Linked DNA regions of Mus musculus: region 2 is linked to region 1. The links are chromatin contacts, called in public promoter capture Hi-C maps. All regions are on one chromosome and are shown on one strand. The core of a region is the stretch at or near the end of the contact, and the rest is flanking DNA. Distances in the headings are between cores, read along the strand shown.

What was found. Promoter capture Hi-C pulls out the DNA fragments that hold promoters and counts their contacts.
Region 2: a promoter capture Hi-C map of liver shows a contact between it and region 1, with 4 times the contacts expected there. The contact joins the enhancer-like site here to the promoter of Olfr15 in region 1. A contact is called at or near these places in 11 of 39 promoter capture datasets (the C10 cell line, the HPC-7 cell line, HPC-7-derived erythroid cells and 7 more), 1 of 15 datasets of contacts at CTCF or cohesin (large pre-B cells), 31 of 484 Hi-C or Micro-C datasets (B cells, CD4 T cells, CD8 T cells and 18 more), 2 of 115 datasets of contacts at active chromatin or transcription factors (both in embryonic stem cells) and 3 of 9 other capture datasets (adipose tissue, liver and pancreatic islet).

What each region holds. Positions count from the first base shown.
Region 1 is chr16:3,836,831-3,841,756 of GRCm38.p6, forward strand. Olfr15 (olfactory receptor 15) reads left to right here and starts at 2,145. Exons shown (of 1, transcript NM_008762.2): 1 at 2,145-3,083. The coding sequence starts at 2,145. The coding sequence ends at 3,083.
Region 2 is chr16:3,920,847-3,925,968 of GRCm38.p6, forward strand. It overlaps Cluap1 (clusterin associated protein 1), which reads left to right. Exons shown (of 12, transcript NM_029738.2): 7 at 2,994-3,127. Among named protein-coding and RNA genes, the nearest start is that of Gm15537, 6.0 kb to the right of the region's middle. Within about 2 kb of position 3,330, at least 25 of the 459 cell types and tissues checked have an H3K27ac peak or open chromatin away from gene starts, as enhancers often do.

The DNA.
Region 1 (4,926 bases), core at 895-3,394:
GTCCTCAGACTCTGGGTCTGGGTCCATTGTTTTCTCTTTGTTGTGTGCTTCATCCTTGGGGCTAGTTGTATCCAAGAGTAAGCCGCAGGTCTCAGAAAATATGGTAGTGTGACTGAGAAGAAATGACACCCAAAAGTTGTCCTCTAGCCTCCAGATACGTGCACACATGCACCTGCACATACACTCATATACATAAAATCCTCTTGAAGTTCTGTGTGGATTCTAGCATCAGGATTACCAATATTTTGCTATATGTGGATTAAAAAGGACAGTTTCAATCTTTAGTCAAGTGGCCCTTGACAGTTGCAATAAAAGCCCCTAAGCTCACCTACACACTTCCCTGGTTAGGCCAGTAGCTGAAGTTCCCATGGAACAGACAGGCCACAGTTCAGAGAAACGACAGAATTCTCTCCCAACTGTTGGTTTCTAGGTGACCCATGAATTATTTACTGTTTAGATCCTTTTAATTAGTAGGCAAAAGAAGAGAAAAGATCTTGGTTTTCTTATATTTAGAAATAGCAGTCTTGTGGGTAAAGTGCTTGTCACACAAGTCTGAGGACCTGAGTTCAATCCACGGCACCTACATAAAAAGGCAGCTGTGGTGGTATGAAGAAGTTAGATGTGACAGTACACCTTGTCATCCCAAGACTGGACAGGGAAAACATGTGGGGCTAACCAAGAAACCCTAGGTTACCATAAGAGACCCTGATTAAAAAAGCAAAGAGTACCACTTCTGAGGAATAACACTTAAGGCTGACTTCTGTGCACACACACACTGCCCAAGGAGATGTTAATTGGCTGTTATTGACAAGAGTGTGTTTGCTGCTTTGAGAATGTTAAGAATGATTCCTTGGTTTAGCAGTAAACACAGTAGACTTCAAATTATCAGGTATATTTTAATTTCCCTTACTATGGACACATGTAGATTGATTTAACTTCCTTACAGAAAATCCACTTATATATTTCACACATTTGACTTAAGCTTTTTTGGCATGTGTTTATTTGTTCTATATTCACCTTCTTCACTGACAAATTCATGCTTTTTGTGTATGGTGAATATTCAGTATTCTCGTTAGTTTTTTAAATTATTTTGGGTGTGTATGTTTTACCTGCGTGTATATATGTGTGCTGCATGTATGCAGTGCCCATGGAGGGCAGAAGAAAGCATCAGATCTATCAGAGTTTGAGTTGCAGACAGTTGTGAGCCTCCAGGTGGCTGCTGGGAACTGGACCTTGGTCCTCTGGAAGAGCAACCAATGCTCTCAATGGCTGAACATCTCTCCAGCTCCTACCATCTCTCTTTTTTTTTTTTTTTTTTTTGAGATCCGATAGACACATGATGATCTTTCCAGACCAGGAGTTTTAATTTGAGAAGAGAGGACTATAAAAGACAGAGAAAAGGAATTTCTTTAAAGATTATTTATTTTAAAGATTATTTATTTTGATGGTCATGGTGCCACATGGCTTTAATCTCAATACTCAGAAAACAGAGCAGGTGGGATCTCTGTTAAGGCTAGCTTGGTCTACACAGCAACTTCCAGTCTGCCTAGGGCTGTATAATGACAGACTGTCCAAAAAAAAAAAAAAAAGACTTTATTTTAAATCATGTAGGCATGAATTTTGGGTGGTATGTTCACATATGTGCAGTTGCCAGAAGTGCATGTCAGATTCCCTGGAACTGGACTTATAGGCTATTGTGAGATAAGGGCGCTGAAATCCAAAGTTGGAATCTCTGCAAGAGCATTCTGTGCTCTTAAATGTTGAGCCATCCTTTCAAGCCTGAGAAAGAAATCTATCAGTAACTTCCGGGGAGATTTTCCAAATTCACTGTGTGTTTCCCTCTTAGAGCAAAAGAAAACTTGGCTGAGGAAATTGGTGTTTTGAGAAGGTATCTGATCTAACCTGCCCCTCTGACCTGTTGCCCTAGCTGTTGTCTGTCCTCACAAGGCACTCCCTTCATCTCTGTGCTAGGTCCCTTTTGACATCCCAGCTCAACTGACAACCAGGGCTTGCATGAAAGCTCGTGGCCAGGAAGGGTGGACTGGGCTTTAGCTGCGGAGCCTGAGGTGCACTTTGGATGCAGGTTTAGCAGTAGCTGCCTCTTCCCTTGCCTGAGCAAACTTCAGTGACTGAGGCAGCCGGTGATGGAGGTGGACAGCAACAGCTCCTCTGGGAGCTTCATTCTGATGGGTGTCTCTGACCATCCCCATCTGGAGATCATCTTTTTTGCTGTCATCCTGGCCTCTTACTTGTTGACGCTGGTTGGGAACTTGACCATCATCCTGCTTTCGCGCCTTGATGCTCGGCTCCACACACCCATGTACTTCTTCCTCAGCAACCTCTCCTCTCTAGACCTTGCCTTTACTACCAGTTCAGTCCCTCAGATGCTGAAAAATTTATGGGGGCCAGACAAGACAATCAGCTATGGTGGGTGTGTAACTCAACTCTATGTTTTCCTTTGGCTGGGGGCTACTGAGTGCATACTGCTCGTGGTGATGGCATTTGATCGGTATGTGGCAGTTTGTCGGCCCCTGCACTACATGACCGTCATGAATCCTCGCCTCTGCTGGGGGCTGGCTGCTATTAGCTGGTTGGGTGGCTTAGGCAACTCCGTGATTCAGTCAACATTCACTCTCCAGCTCCCATTTTGCGGACACCGAAAAGTGGACAACTTCCTGTGTGAGGTACCCGCCATGATTAAATTGGCCTGTGGAGACACAAGTCTCAATGAGGCGGTGCTCAATGGTGTTTGTACCTTCTTCACTGTGGTCCCAGTAAGCGTCATCCTGGTCTCTTACTGCTTCATTGCTCAGGCAGTGATGAAGATCCGCTCTGTGGAGGGACGTCGAAAGGCTTTCAATACGTGTGTCTCCCACTTGGTGGTAGTGTTTCTCTTCTATGGCTCTGCGATCTATGGGTATCTGCTTCCAGCTAAGAGCAGTAATCAAAGCCAAGGAAAATTCATTTCTCTCTTCTACTCTGTGGTCACACCCATGGTGAATCCGCTCATCTATACTCTAAGAAACAAAGAAGTGAAGGGGGCCCTGGGAAGATTGCTGGGGAAAGGAAGAGGAGCCAGCTGAGGACAGCACAATCGTCTTCATTTCTTATTGCCTCTCCACCTTGCATTCTGTTTTCTTATGAGAAGTTCTGTCTTCAGTAAAGCCAATGCATATTCCTGACAATTCTACACATTTGGAAGATGGTTAGTGTTACTTGAGACATTCTTTGTTTATTTTCCAGAAATACGACTGTGGACCACAGGTAACAGGGCAGATATGTATCGTTGTAGGTCCAGAGACTATTGACCTACAACAGATCCATTTCAGTGTCCCTGACTCTGAGGTCCACATTATGTGTTATAGCATAATTCTGATGAATTTTTTTTACTTCCTAAGGAAAGAAACGTGAAGTTTCTTGTATAATTTTCTGTAATTCCATGAATTGACACCACACGTTATCAACTTCAGATGAAAATAGAATTCATCTTGGTATCTTAGCCATCCACCATCGTGTTCCGGTTCTCTGTCTCTTCTTAGTACTACATACAGGCTAACTATTCATGCTTCCCATCTCCTTCTCACCTGATTATCCTTTTCTGTATGTCTGCATCCAAATTTACCTTCTATCCAATGTGATAATTAATAAGAAAAGATAGGCAAGACCATTTGCCTTTCAATACTAGCCTAAAATGTCTCCATCTGGCTTTGTTTAAATCATTGCAGCTGACAGCCAGAGCCATCGGGTTTGCTATGAGTCAGTGGACTATGGGATATGCTATGGTTCCTTAAGCAAGTTTAGGAGGGTAGTCTGTCCATTAAGCATGTCCTCTGTTTCAAGTTTTAATCTTCCAGCACTACTGTCCCAGAAATCCAGCAACTGGTTTAGAACAAAACTTATCTCAAGAAACTTGTGTGTTGGAACAATAACACCTATATTGTATGTAGTACAAGCAATTTAAGCTTATCCCTGACTAGCTCACAAATAAATGGGACTCAGACTTTGGTTATTTTTAATCTATTTTTCTAACTGCTGGCCTGGCTACCTCCCCAGCAATGTACCCCAGATACTTGCTCTTTCTCCTGGCCATGTACTCATGGTCTATCGCCCCTCGTGGTGGCTTCCTCTTCTCTCGCGTACTTCCTCCTCTGTCCTTACCTTAGTATATACTTCAAATTTACTTATAAGCTCTTGTAAATTTTCTTCTGAGACTCCTCTCCAATTTTTATTATTTTCCTTTTCTTGTATCTTCAAGTATTTCTTTTATTTTCTTAAATGACTTTGCTCATTGCTAGAATGGCAAAACAAAACAAAACAAAAAAACCGCTCATCCGCCACCACAGTTTACACACCCTATGCCTAGACAGAAGCTATATTAATATGGGACAATTGTTTAGCAGCTACATTATTAGAAAAGAGAAAATTAATAGGTTTTAGAAGTAGTTTCAAAGGATCTGCCGCTTTGCTTCCATTTCTGTTATTGTATTTGCCTGCCTATTACAAAGTATATGCTGGATAAGTGCTAGTGAATGAAATTATATTAAGTGTTATGGATCACCTTCTTATGGTAAGAACTAAATGCTCCATGCAGACCATTTTCACATTTGCTGGTTTGGGTTATCTCGTCCCTTGAATAGAATGGAACGAGCACAGATACATTTTCCCTTCCAAATTTTCATAATTCCCCTTTAAAAATCTAACAACACTATCCTAGCCTGAATTTGTTTCTCCAGTTCAGATCAAAGCCACAACTTAGTTTTCCAATCGTGTCCATAGCAATAGTTTCCAGGATGAGCCATCATCCTGGATCTCATCAAAGTGTATCATCTTGAAGGCACAAAATACCAGTCAGCACACTCGATCAGGTCAGGTCAGATCAGGTCAGCTTCTCAAAGACAAGCTATGGCACCCAAGTTCCTACAGTTA
Region 2 (5,122 bases), core at 2,080-4,579, 85 kb after region 1:
AAGAACACCCAGAACCATGACAGCTGCCTGCTGCTCCTGCCAGCTACAGAAGTGTCCCTAGACACACAGGGAGACAGCAATGACCCTGAGAATACATAAGAGTGGCCACATACTATGCTTCTGCCTGGTTGTAGGCTTCCTGTTTTCTGTGTAACAGGAAGCACAAAAGGAGGAATGTGACTGGGTTTCACCACAGTCTCTGCTCACCTAGTCAGGGCAAGTGCTTTGTATTTGTATTCTGTCTGTTCTGTAATTGCAGGATGGTGTCTACACTTAAAAGTGTGTAAATAGCCATATTTTATGCACACCAATATTCTAACTGAATCAAGTGAGCATGGCCAAATACAGTTTGAACACTGAATGTTAAAAGCTGGTCCTCCCGAAGGGACACAGTTAGTTTCTTGATGGACAGCTCCTGTGAACTCTTCATTGTCAAAAAATATTCACCTCCGATGTTTCATAATTCTGAAAGCAAAAGCAAAATGATGGCATGGGTTCTAGAGGAGCTGCAGAGTACAGGTCAGCTATTTGAGAAGCTGGAGATCCTTGTCTATACATTGATCTTTCTTCCTTAAAGGATACAGAAAAGACTTTTTGCTTTTTTTGGTTTTTGGTTTTTCGAGACAGGGTTTCTCTGTGTAGCCCTGGCTGTCCTGCAACTCACTTTATAGACCAGGCTGGCCTGGAACTCAGAAATCCACCTGCCTCTGCTGGGATTAAAGGCGTGCGCCACCACACCCAGCTTACAGAAAAGACTTTAATGTCAGATAATTCCCTAAGCTATTGTGTGACTTAATCAGAAAGTATTCATTGTCAGCAAGGATTATTGATTAAGGGTACTAGAAATATGGCTTCATAGTTAGGAGCACATGCTGCTCTTCCAGAGACCTAAGTTTAGTTCCCAGCACCCATTAGCTAGGTTACAACCTTCTGAAACTCCAATTACAGGGTATCTGAGGCTCTGTTCTAGCCTCCGTGGGCACTGCACACATGTGCATAGACTTATACTTGTACAATTTAAAAAAAAGTTGTTGAGCAAGTACCCACCACCTTCCTGCTGGAATGAGTTTGCACTTGCATTAGAATTTGTAATGCATTTGCAATCAATGAATATATATATATATATATATATATATATATATATATATATATATATATATATATATATACATATATTTCGTTTTAAAGATTTTTATGTGTGTTTGCTCGTGCCACTTGGGTTTGTTGTTGTTGTTGCTGTTGTTTTGTTGTTTGCTTTCTAAGATAGCGCTTACTTTGTAGCTCTAGCTGGCCTGGAACTCACTATGTAGAACAATTTAGTCTCAAACTCAGGAGATCTGCCTACCTTTGCCTTCTTTGTGCTAAGATTAAATACAAGCACCACCATGCCTGGCTCTCTAGTGGTTTTTAAAGGAAGAATCAAAGAAATTGTGTGCTGCACTGGAGCTACAGCTCAGTGATCATTACTTGTCTGGCATATGTAAAGCTTTAGGATTGGTCCCTCAGCACATATACAGAAATGCCACAGAAATGATTGGTTTTACTTACACAAAACAGTTAAGCCATAAATCCAATGACAATAATTGTACTTTCAAAAGATGCCCTGTCTCTGAGAATCTTGACAAGTGTCTACTCTTCCAAAGTCATTTCTTTGTGGATCCCATGGCTTTGCAAAGACCAGCAGGTAAACAGCCAGAAAAACATTTATAGTATAGTAACATACATGCAGAGTACCAGAGGGGAATCCTACCTTGCCATCAAGAATTTCATGCAGAGCCGGGCGTGGTGGCGCACACCTTTAATCCCAGCACTTGGGAGGCAGAGGCAGGTAGATTTCTGAGTTCGAAGCCAGCCTGGTCTACAAAGTGAGTTCCAGGACAGCCAGGACTATACAGAGAAACCCTGTCTAGAAAAAAACCATTAAAAAAAAAAAGAAGAAGAATTTCATGCAGGGTTAGACAGTCACAACATGGGGAGGAGGTTCATTCACCCCCAAGTTGTGCTCCCGATTCTGGTGTAGCTCATTTGGTACTCTGAAACACGAGGCGCCCAACAGCCAGCTTCACATAGTCTGAATATGAAGCCAGCACATTTGCTTTTTACCATGCCCTTCAAGTAAATGTGCTCTTAGAAATATAGGGGTGTCTGCGGATGTAGCCAGTGGTCTTTGACCCCCGGTAGTGCCAACAGCCCAGAGCTTCGGCCCCATTGTGCCTAGACCTTGTTATAAAGCTGCATCTCATCAGAATGGCTAGTTGCTGCTGTCGGATCCATTTCTGCCTTGACTTTACCAATAAAGGAGTTTCTCCATTTATTTTAGTTTTTAGTTGAGCTTTTACCATAGAAGAAAAAGGAATCTTCTTTGTCCATCAAAGCAGACAAAGGGTCAGAGCTGAGGCTAGTTCATGAGGGTTTTGGGTTTGGTCCCCTCCTGAGCCAACTGTGTATGTCTGTGTCTGTCTGTCTTGTGTCTATGTGAGTATCTATATCGATGTGTCTGCCTGTCTGTGTATGTGTCTGTGTATCTGTGACTGTGTGTGTCCATGTATGTAACTGTGTGTCCAAACTCTGTGTGTGTGTGTGTGTGTGTGTCTCCAATTCCTCGGTTGGTATTTTGTAACCAGGGAGCAGCCCAAGTGAAGGCTGACAGTGCAGTGATCCACCAGTGCCCAGTGCTAAGCAAGCAGGCTGGACACAGATCCTGTGACCTCTCTGTCTTTACTAGAATGTCTCTGTCATTCTTCTCGCCATGTTTGCTTGCTTCCATGGAAGAAACATGCACTTTTCATGACAAGAGTGGTGCTCTCCTGTCCCCGTGTCCTCCTTTCACTCCTGTCACTGGAAATAGTTTGTTAATAAGTTACAGTGGAGGAGGGGTGGGCTTTGTTGGTTTGTGTGATGTTGCTTTGCACAAAGTGTTAAGGAACTCTGTGCTCAGAGTCAGGGGACAGCACTCCGTGGCACCTTATCTCACTATTTCCTATTCAATGTAGGCCCAGGTTCAGAAGACTAAAGACCTGCTTAATAATGTGGCCTCTGATGAAGCAAACTTAGAAGCCAAAATTGAAAAGAGAAAATTAGAACTGGAAAGAAATCGGAAGCGACTGCAGACCCTGCAGAGTGTCAGGTAGAGTGACTAGAGTATCTGTGGGTGAGGACATTAGGTTGGAGGAAGGGACGTGGCATAAGCTGTTCAGCCATCAAAAAGCAGCAGCATGCACAGAGACCCCATGCCACAGTTTCCTTGCTTCCTGTCCTAAGAGGAGACTGCTGTGCTCTCCCACTCTCTGCACTGCTGCTAATATGTCTGCAACGTGGCCGAACTCTAGAGCCCTCTTGAAAGTTTTGTGGTTTCTTGTAACATGAGACAAAGTAAATCCAGATGGAGGGAGTTCTACTAAGTTAGGCCGTCTAAAATCTTACCATATGTTATATTGAAACAGAACAAACTCTCATCTTCTGGGTTGAATAGATTTTAGACTTTTCATTTTGATAACTACTCACCTGTCAGCAATTCATGTTCCTTATAACTTTGGCTCCGTGGAAAAAACAGCTCCACTGAGCAGTGTGTTAGTGGCCAGAACATTGCCTATGTCAGTGGAACCTTTTGTCTATTCCTCAGATTTTCTTTGTGTCTTCTCTTTACTCGTTTATGCTTTCCCTCCTTGGTCTCAATATTTTTTGACTTTTCTTTTTACAATGTTGGGAGTGAGCATTGGCAAACCACAGGCATCAAGAGCAAGTCACCAAAGGGCCTCACATACCACCCCCACCCCAGGGCCTCGCTTGTTCCTCTGCTGAAATCACTGCCACGAGAGTCCTTGGACTCACTAACAAAGTCAGCCTTAAAGCAGAACTCACTCTAGTTCAGCCCCAAAGCACCCAAAGTAAGTTTGTTTGTTTGTTTGTTTGTTTGTTTGTTTCAAAACAGGATCTCACTATGTAGCTCTAGCTGTCCTGGAAATCACTATGTAAATTAGGCTTGCCTAGAACTCACAGTGATCTGCCTGCCTCTGCCTCCCAAATGCTGGTACTCAAAGCATGTGCTACTACCCCCAGCAAGCCCCAAATCTTTTAAATAGAAAAGTTGCTCTTTTCTAATTTTAAAAGATTAGTGTTCTCTTCCCATCTGTTTCATCCTCTGTCTTACTTTCTATTGCTGTAGCAAAAGTTACCATTACCAAGGTAATTTATGAAAGAATGCATTTAGCTGGGATTACAGTTTCAGAGGTTAGAGTCCATGCTGGAACAAAGACATGAACAGCTGGGAATTCACGTCTTGATCCAGAAGCAGGAGAAAGAGCACACTGGAAATAGAACAAGTCTTTTGAAACCTCAAAGCCCCGCCCCCAATGGCACACCTTCTCCAACTAGGCCACACCTCCTAATCCTTCCCAAATACTCTCACAAACTGAGGGACAAGCATTCAAATCTATGAGGCTGTGTCTCTGTTCTCATTCAAATACCACATTCCCAACTCCTTGTGTCATTTTAAAAACTGTCTCAGGTGCTTGCTTACCAGCACATACACTACGACTGGAATGACAGAGTGGTGTGGGCCTGTGGGGGTGTCATGCAGATTTGTGAAGCATTCCGTATTTTGACATGTGGTCTCTTGATGCCATGGACAAGCATCTCAGAAGCCAGAACTAATATTTCAGTGAACATATGTTAACACTATGTTAACCCTATGGGAGGCTGTGATTCATTGAAGTGAAATCCACAGAATTATGTGCTAATAGATTTAATTTTTCTTAACTTGTAGTAACAAGTTCTTTCTGACTTTCACATACATCCCAAGCTACTCACCCATCCCTTCATATCCACCTTCACCTTGCAACCTCCCCCTCAAAGAAAGGAAATTAAGATAGCATTTTTAAAAATCTTATTACGGAAGCTGTAGTGTATCACAGTGTGTCCCACGTGATTTAATTTTTATTAAAAATATACATTCTTGGTTGGATATACTGATATACACCTTTAATACAGTACTTGGAAGACAGAGGTAGACAAATCTTTGAGTTCAAGGCCAGCTTGGCCTACATAGTGAGTTCTAGACCAATCAGGGCTGCATAATAATACTCTGTCTCAAAAAAATACACATACAAGCTTGAGAGATGGC